2 separate regions of the Mus musculus genome follow, and region 1 is linked to region 2. A link is a contact called in public HiChIP or PLAC-seq data. All regions are on one chromosome and are shown on one strand. The core of a region is the stretch at or near the end of the contact, and the rest is flanking DNA. Distances in the headings are between cores, read along the strand shown.

Region 1 (3,581 bases), core at 931-3,430, 870 kb before region 2:
AATGCAAATTAGAGAAGGAAGGGTTTATTTAGGCTTCCAGTTCCATAGTGGTGGTGGCAGAGGAAGCAGACTGGACCCTGGAGCTGGCTACCGGAAACTGAGGCTTGCAAACCCAAGGTGGAGAGGGAAAAGTAGCAACAGCAGGAATCTTTTTATTTTATTTTATTTTATTTTATTTTATTTTATTTTATTTTATTTTATTTTATTTTGGGGGTTGGTTTTCGAGACAGGGTTTCTCTCTGTAGCCCTGGCTGTTCTGGAACTCACTCTGTAGACCAGGCTGGCCTCGAACTCAGAAATCCACCTGCCTCTGCCTCCCAAGTGCTGGGATTAAAGGCATGTGCCACCACTACCTTCCCGGCTGCAACGGCAGGAACCTTAAACCGTCAAAGCTCACCCCCACTGATGTACTTCCTCCAACAATTCCACACCTCCTAAACTGCCCAGGGTCACCAACTAGGGGCTGAGTATTCAAGCCTCAGCCTATGAGGAGCATCTTGTTCACACCACTGCACTGGTGTGACCTACCGCGGTTAGCATGGACTGGGACTGGCTAAATAGACTTTGAGCATCTATAATGCTACTCTCCTCTCTCTTTTAAGATTTATTTTATATGAGTACACTGTCGCTGTCTTCAGACACACCAGAAGAGAGCATCGGATCCCATTACAGATGGTTGTGAGCCTCCATGTGGTTGCTGGGAATTGAACTCAGGTCCTCTGGTAGAGCACTCAGTGCTCTTAACCACTGAGCCATCTCTCCAGCCCTATAATGGTACTCTTAACAACACCCCCCCCCACACCCCGAGCTTATTATATAGACCATGTCTAAGGCACGTTGTTAAGTGGACATAAAACCTGTAAGAGACTATAGAGTGTGCTACCTTCTATTAGTGGAAGTAGGGGGCACACATATGTGTGCATTTGAGTGTGTGCATGTGGAATATCTGGAAGGACACAGGGAACAGGGGTGCCGCCACCTCTGGATGCTGAGGAATAAGGGTCCAGGAGACACTGCAGCCCACACATCTGTGCCTGTGGAATACTGACGTGCAGGAATGCTTTGCATGTTGAGAGGTGACGTAAACCAAGTGCCACTGCCCACCCTTTCCTTCACTCTTTGCAGGCAGGCTGTAGCGCCACCAGGCTGCCCGGTGACGGGCAGACAAGCACCAGAGACGCCGCCTCGCAAGAGCCTCCCTCATACCCTCCCATCCAGGTCATCCAGGCCAGAGTGTCTTCCAGCAGCTCCTCCGAGGTCTCCTCCATCAACTCGGACCTGGAGGTACAGGGGCTGCCCTCGGGGAGGGCACGTGGGCATGTCACCTACCAACGCTTGCTGGGGCCTCCTTGAGATGGAACTGCTTTGTAAGCCTTGCCTTATTAACCTCACAACTGCTAATCATGAGTGAAGCTCTCTGCATGGCTATGGAGGAGCTCTTCAAACTTGACGGGACTCAAACAGTTTCATGGTTGAGCTGGTCAGGGAAACACCGAATATTGGGGTCCAGTTCTCATAGACGGCTTGCACATTCAGGTCCTTCCTAAGAAGAAACAGAAAACATAAGTAATAGGTCTCTTAAAAAGCCTCAGTGTTATAGTTTAGGATTAATGGTTTAGGCTGTAACGCCAGGATTCATGTGGCTGATGATCATGAGTTCAAATCCAGCCTAGGCTCTATTAGAACACTTTAGAAGGAAAGGAGAGAAGGAGGGAGGGAGAGAGAAAGGAAGGCAGGAATCTTGCTTGGTACCAGTGTTTCCCAGCCCATTTGACCATAAAAGAGTTTCTTTACCCCAACGAACAGAGGCCTGTAATGCTGGCCCTGACCCACACAGGCAGGACCTATTGGAAGCAGCACACCCAGCCTCCATCTTCTTTGTATCTGAACAAAATGTGCATCACATGAGGGATCCACAAACTCCGATGTGTCCTGTCGCTCTGAGTACCCAGCCCCATTCAACCCCATTCAGCAAGGGAGTTTGCGTCTGTCTGAGGACACAGGAGATCAAAGGCAACACAGGCTCACACGTATGTCAGAGAACCAGGCAGTCTGGCATGTCTGGGGAAGGAATGACTTCCTTTTTGTGTCCCAGCCTTTTGTGTGTTGAAATCCTGTCTGTGAAACGATGTACATAAGCAGTACGTAATGTTGATCTGTGGTTTGGGTTTAGTTTGATTTTTTTAATGCCCTTATTTGGCAAAATAATCGTTATCTACCCAGAGTATGAAGATTAGTCAGAGTTATACAGGACTCAAAAATTCCAAACCTAAAAAAAAAAAAAAATTCCAAACCTCAGAACTTTTGACGAGGGGTAAACCAGATCACTTAGTGTGCTTTTCCAGGCATTCCCAGCCAGTGTACCGTGCTATCTCTGCTCATACCTAGCATTCTGTCCTGGCCATTTTCCTTCCTGTCCTGGACCCCTGGACCTTCCTCCCTGGGGTTCCCTCTGGCCCCATTCCCATGGGTCAGAATTCTATCCAGAGACCGGCTTGTGTGACCCTCCCCTTGGACCAGTGGCTCCCTCTCCCTGTTGCCCATTTCCCTGCCCACCTGCCACAGGTGGCAGTGGCCTGGTGAGTGCAGATGTGTCACCTGCTGTTCATCTGTCCCTCAACAGCTGCTGGTTGAGGGCTGGGTTGGAGCTAGGACCTGTACACCTGTCCAGGCAATATTCCTAAGCTGAGTCTGAGAATGTGTGGGACACCTAGAAGCTTGGAACTTGCATTCTCCACTGAGGCCTGTGGCTAAAGGGACTGCAGAGTGAGGGCAAGGCAGGGCAGAGACACAGGGGCCCGTGGGGGAGGAATAGGGGGATATTTGCTCTCTGGAAATGGAGGCCTCTTGCTCTGTCCCTAAGCACTAGGCAGCGCGGTGTCCAGCATTGCCGGAGTCTGCCCTTGCAGCTGGTCCTGGCTGTTCCTCTGTGGAACCCATTCTTCTCATTTGTAGTCTCACTTTTTTTATTAGTTATTTTCTTTATTTACATTTCAAATGTTATCCTAGTTTTCCCTCCAAAAACCCCCTCCCCCCTCCCTGCTCACCAACCCACCCACTCCTACTTCCTGGCCCTGGCATTCCCCTACACTGGGGCATAGAATCTTCACAGGGCCAAGGGCCTCTCCTCCCATTGATGACCGACTAGGCCATCCTCTGCTACATATGCAGATGGAGCCATGAGTCCCACCATGTGTACTCTTTGATTGGTGGTTTAGTCCCTGGGAGCTCTGGGGGTACTGGTTGAGTCATACTGTTGTTCCTCCTATGGGGCTGCAAACCCCTTCAGCTCCTTAGGTCCTTTCTCTAGCCCAATGGATGGCAGTGAGCATCCACTTCTGTATTTGTCAGGCACCGGCAGAGCCTCCCTATAGTCTCGCTTTTAAAATCCTATGTAAAAATATGTACATCCAGGGGCTGGAGAGATAACTCAGAAGTTAAGAGCACTGACTGCTCTTCCAGAGGTCCTGAGTTCAATTCCCAGCATGGTGGCTCATAATCATCTGTAATGGGATCCAATGCTCTTTTCTGATGTGTCTGAAGACAGCTACAGTGTACTCATATACATAAAATTATATATA
Region 2 (3,638 bases), core at 305-2,804:
TGCCCCGGGTGTGTTGTAACCCCCGAATTACGGATACTAGAGAGACTTCAGTGTTGTACAGACAGTTGCCTCTGCGTTCCCCACCAGAGGCTCCCATCCTCCCTCCCCCTCCCCTAGCATTAGAATGGCACTCAACACTCCTGCTGATAAAACTCCAGGTGCCTGTCCTTGAGGCCTTAGAGAAATAACAAGCTCAAGGGAGACCATGGGGGGTGGGGGGGGAAGGTAAACAGACAGTCAGGTCACAGACAGTGAGGACTGGCTATAAAACTTGTCCTTGAGCAGATAGATACCCATTAACCCTGCTCCTGCTTCAGTGCGATCCCACCCTCTACTCCCCTTTTCTGTAAATATCCACACTATTCCTAACTATACTGTATATAAACCCAATGTTTTTGGACTCAGGGTCCCTTGTGAGTGCTAGGTGGGTGAAGCGAGTTCAAACTTGAAAATAAAAGACTCTTTGCAATTCTTGGGCTCGTCTGGGTTCCCGTGGGCTCAGGGCACAAGAGGCGCTGAGCTCCTCTGTTCCTCACCTTAGCTCCCAGTGCTTGCCTCCCTTGTGGAGATCTTTACTCAGGGCTGACTTGGTCCCATCACAGGAGCTGTTAGGAAAGCGGCTCATGCTGGTCTTCTGTGGACACACTTCCTCCTACAATGTCCACACATCACAGCGTTCCTGCCACCAACCACATCATCAGCAATACACCGAGAAGCTATTGGGCTCATGGGATTACCACTGGCAACAAATACAAAAATGTCCTTTTCTTAGGAATGGCATTTTTTGGGGGATGGAATTTCAGACAGGGTTTCTCTGTGTAGCTCTGGCTGTCGTAGAACTTGTTCTGTGGACCAGGCTGGTCTGGAACTCAGAGTTCTGCCTGTCTCTGCCTCCCAGGTGCTGGCATTAAAGGTGTGAGCCACCATGTCTGCCTTCCCCACCCCTTGCCTTATTTTTTCGAGACAGAGGTTTTCTATCTAGCCCTGGCTGTCTTGTAACTCCCTCTATAGACTAGGCTGGCCTCAAACTTAGAGAGATCTGCCTGCCTCTGTCTCCCTAGTGTTGAGATTAAAGGTGTATGCTGACACTGTCCCACATTTTGTTTTTTTTTTAAATGTATACTTTCTATTTATGTGCCTGTGTAAGTCTGTGTGTTTATATGTCACAAGTAGTGTGGGAGTGTCCTCTGCGGTTGGACGAGGGTTGTGGTCCCCTGGAGCTGGATTTACAGGTTTGGTTTTGAGCTGCCTGACATGGCTGCCTGACAGGGGCTGGGAAGCCAGGTCCTCTGAAAGAGCAGCAAGTGCTTTTAGCTGCTGAGCCACCTGCCTTGCCCCTGAAGGGTTAGTTAGTTAGTTAGTTTGTTTGTTTTTAATTATAAATTACATTTGCTTATTTACTGACTTAATGTGTGTGGGCACAAGTGTACCACAGTGCATGTGTGGAGGTCCAAGGACAATCTTCTCTGGAAGCCAGTTTTCCCTCTCTCTGCCTCGTGAGTCCTGGGGATTGAATTCAGTATGTAAGGCAGGTGCCTTTTGCGAGCTGAGTCATCTTGCCAGCCCTTGAGCTTTACTTAGTGACCAAGTGTGACTCACTAGAGTGTGTCAGTCAGGTAAAAGCCCTCAAGAGTTCCTTCATATTTTGTATGCAAGATGTTTCATGTGACTTTCCCCAATTTGTCCCCTCAGCCGCTTTTCTCCTTTGTAAAAGTTGTTCTTGAGGTGGTGGCTGCTATGACCATGCCGCTGACTGGCTCCACTCTGAGGATCCAGGGTCCTACCACTGCTGATGCTTCGACAGGAAGAGGAAAGCAAACACGGACATCACAGATTCATGTTGACCTTGGAGCACTGAAAGGATCTGGAAGACCCGGTGTCCACTGCTAAGGCACAAGAGACTCGGTATCCAAGGGGGCGGTGTCTTCTACAGAGACTCTCCTATGCAAAACGAACTAAAGTCAGAAAGGAAGGCACAATGTTCATCTTGAAATGTTTCCTATGTTGTGGATAGTCGACAGAGCACAGGGCCAGAAATTCATGCTACGCTGGAGTCAGAACCACTTTAGGAGCTGTTTGATTAAGGTTTAACCATTTCATTTGATGCTTACTTGAGAAGAGAATCGAATCTTCCCATTTCACACAATGGCTACCTTATCCACCTGGCTGGCACATCTTGAAGATTACCTGAGATAATAACTGTAAAGGCCACCTGCCAGTTAAAGGTGATTTCATTTAGAAAAGGCAGTTAGTTTCACGGGAGACCAATCAGGGCTTCTGTGAGACCGGTTAAGACTTTTGATTTTTATCAACAGAGAAAGCTATACAGAATCGGATTTTAATGGCACGCCAGGCTGGGGTGGGTAAAAAAAAATGAAGGCTAATGGTAAGAACAAAGATGCTGTATATGAATGAGCCAGTGTGTGTTGAGACAGGAAGCTGGACAGGATTGAGACAAAAAAAATGTAGAAACGGGTGAGTGGGTTGTTGATTGTACCGAGAGGGACATTATCACGTTTCTATCTGGCGCATAGCACAGTGCCTGTCTCTAAACAGTTAAGAGTCAGAGAAGGCACAGTCTAACGGAGGAGGACTGGTTGCCCTTTGGCTAGTTTAAGTATAAACCACCGGTGGGATATGCAAGCAGAGAGCTGGAGATAAGGGTTAGGAGTGTAGGGAGAAGGGGATGGATAGAACTGAGAATCTGGAGCAGATACACGGGGGTGAGGTGGACAGCTGGGGAGGAGATGCGGCTGGGGACTGCTGTCCCAGGAGCACTTGCGGACAGCACTACATGCCAGCAGCCCACTTTGCCCTTGAGAAAGAAAGCAAGGAAAAGGTGGTGGCATAAACACTCCAGGGTTTACGGAAGGGGCCTCTTCATTTTTAGGTGTGAGGACTCAAGGACACTTGAATGGCTCATTTGTCTTATTTCTGGGTCACTGGATTCAGAGTATCCAGGAGAGAGAAAGTTCACGTTTGGTAAAGAGCCCATCTGCATGGGAGGAGTGGGGGGGGGGGGGTAGCTAATGCAAGAACTACACTGAATACTCAAGTACCCTCGAAAGTAAAGGCCTCGCTCACTACCAAGGCTGTTTGTACAGAGGGCAGCCTCCTGCTTGTTGGCCATGAACTAAGAATGCCCACACATCCCATGGTGTTTGCTCTCAGGGCTGCTAATCCATGCCTCCTTAGATTCTCCCTTGGTTTCAGGCTCTTTCACCCTTTTCTAAAGTAGACAGCTGAGTTGGGGCTCTCATGGTTTCTCCTTGAGGGGAGGACTTGGCATCTCCAAGCTAGCTCCTGGGGGGGTGGAGGGGAGATGTTCATGAGGGACTGGAAACTCAGTTCTTAGCACTGGGCTCAGAACAGGTGTGCCAACGAGTAGAGGAAGCCTCTTGGGCTCCAGTGGCCCCAGGAGGCAGCTTAACCACAGGTCCCACTCTACTGCCTTCTGAATTCCTGACTTCTTGGTCTTCTGCAGACTCTTTGCCAATGGTGGCTCCTTCCTTTTGCTTTATCCTGGGCAAAGAAGTCTTGCCGGTTAACTGCCCCCAGGTTCCTACTCTGCTTGGGTTCTGTTTTGATGTCTGTGGAGGATGTGAAAGCCTAAGCCAAATAAAGCCGTTTCTTCCCAA

Evidence for each region. HiChIP or PLAC-seq counts read pairs in DNA pulled down with a chosen protein or histone mark.
Region 1: a contact with region 2 is called in a FOXA1 HiChIP or PLAC-seq map of pancreatic cancer cells. The contact joins two enhancer-like sites. A contact is called at or near these places in 5 of 115 datasets of contacts at active chromatin or transcription factors (astrocytes, embryonic stem cells, large pre-B cells and 1 more) and 1 of 9 other capture datasets (embryonic stem cells).

Annotation. Positions count from the first base shown.
Region 1 is chr16:30,527,115-30,530,695 of GRCm38.p6, reverse strand. It overlaps Tmem44 (transmembrane protein 44), which reads left to right. Exons shown (of 11, transcript NM_001384248.1): 9 at 1,126-1,284. It overlaps Gm52252 (a long non-coding RNA gene), which reads right to left. Exons shown (of 3, transcript XR_003951936.1): 3 at 1,278-1,543. Among named protein-coding and RNA genes, the nearest start is that of Gm52252, 8.8 kb to the right of the region's middle. Within about 2 kb of position 2,180, at least 18 of the 459 cell types and tissues checked have an H3K27ac peak or open chromatin away from gene starts, as enhancers often do. A contact at or near this core is called in pancreatic cancer cells, where this site is marked.
Region 2 is chr16:29,661,162-29,664,799 of GRCm38.p6, reverse strand. It overlaps a transcript of Opa1 not described here. Among named protein-coding and RNA genes, the nearest start is that of Opa1, 84 kb to the right of the region's middle. Within about 2 kb of position 1,554, at least 38 of the 459 cell types and tissues checked have an H3K27ac peak or open chromatin away from gene starts, as enhancers often do. A contact at or near this core is called in pancreatic cancer cells, where this site is marked.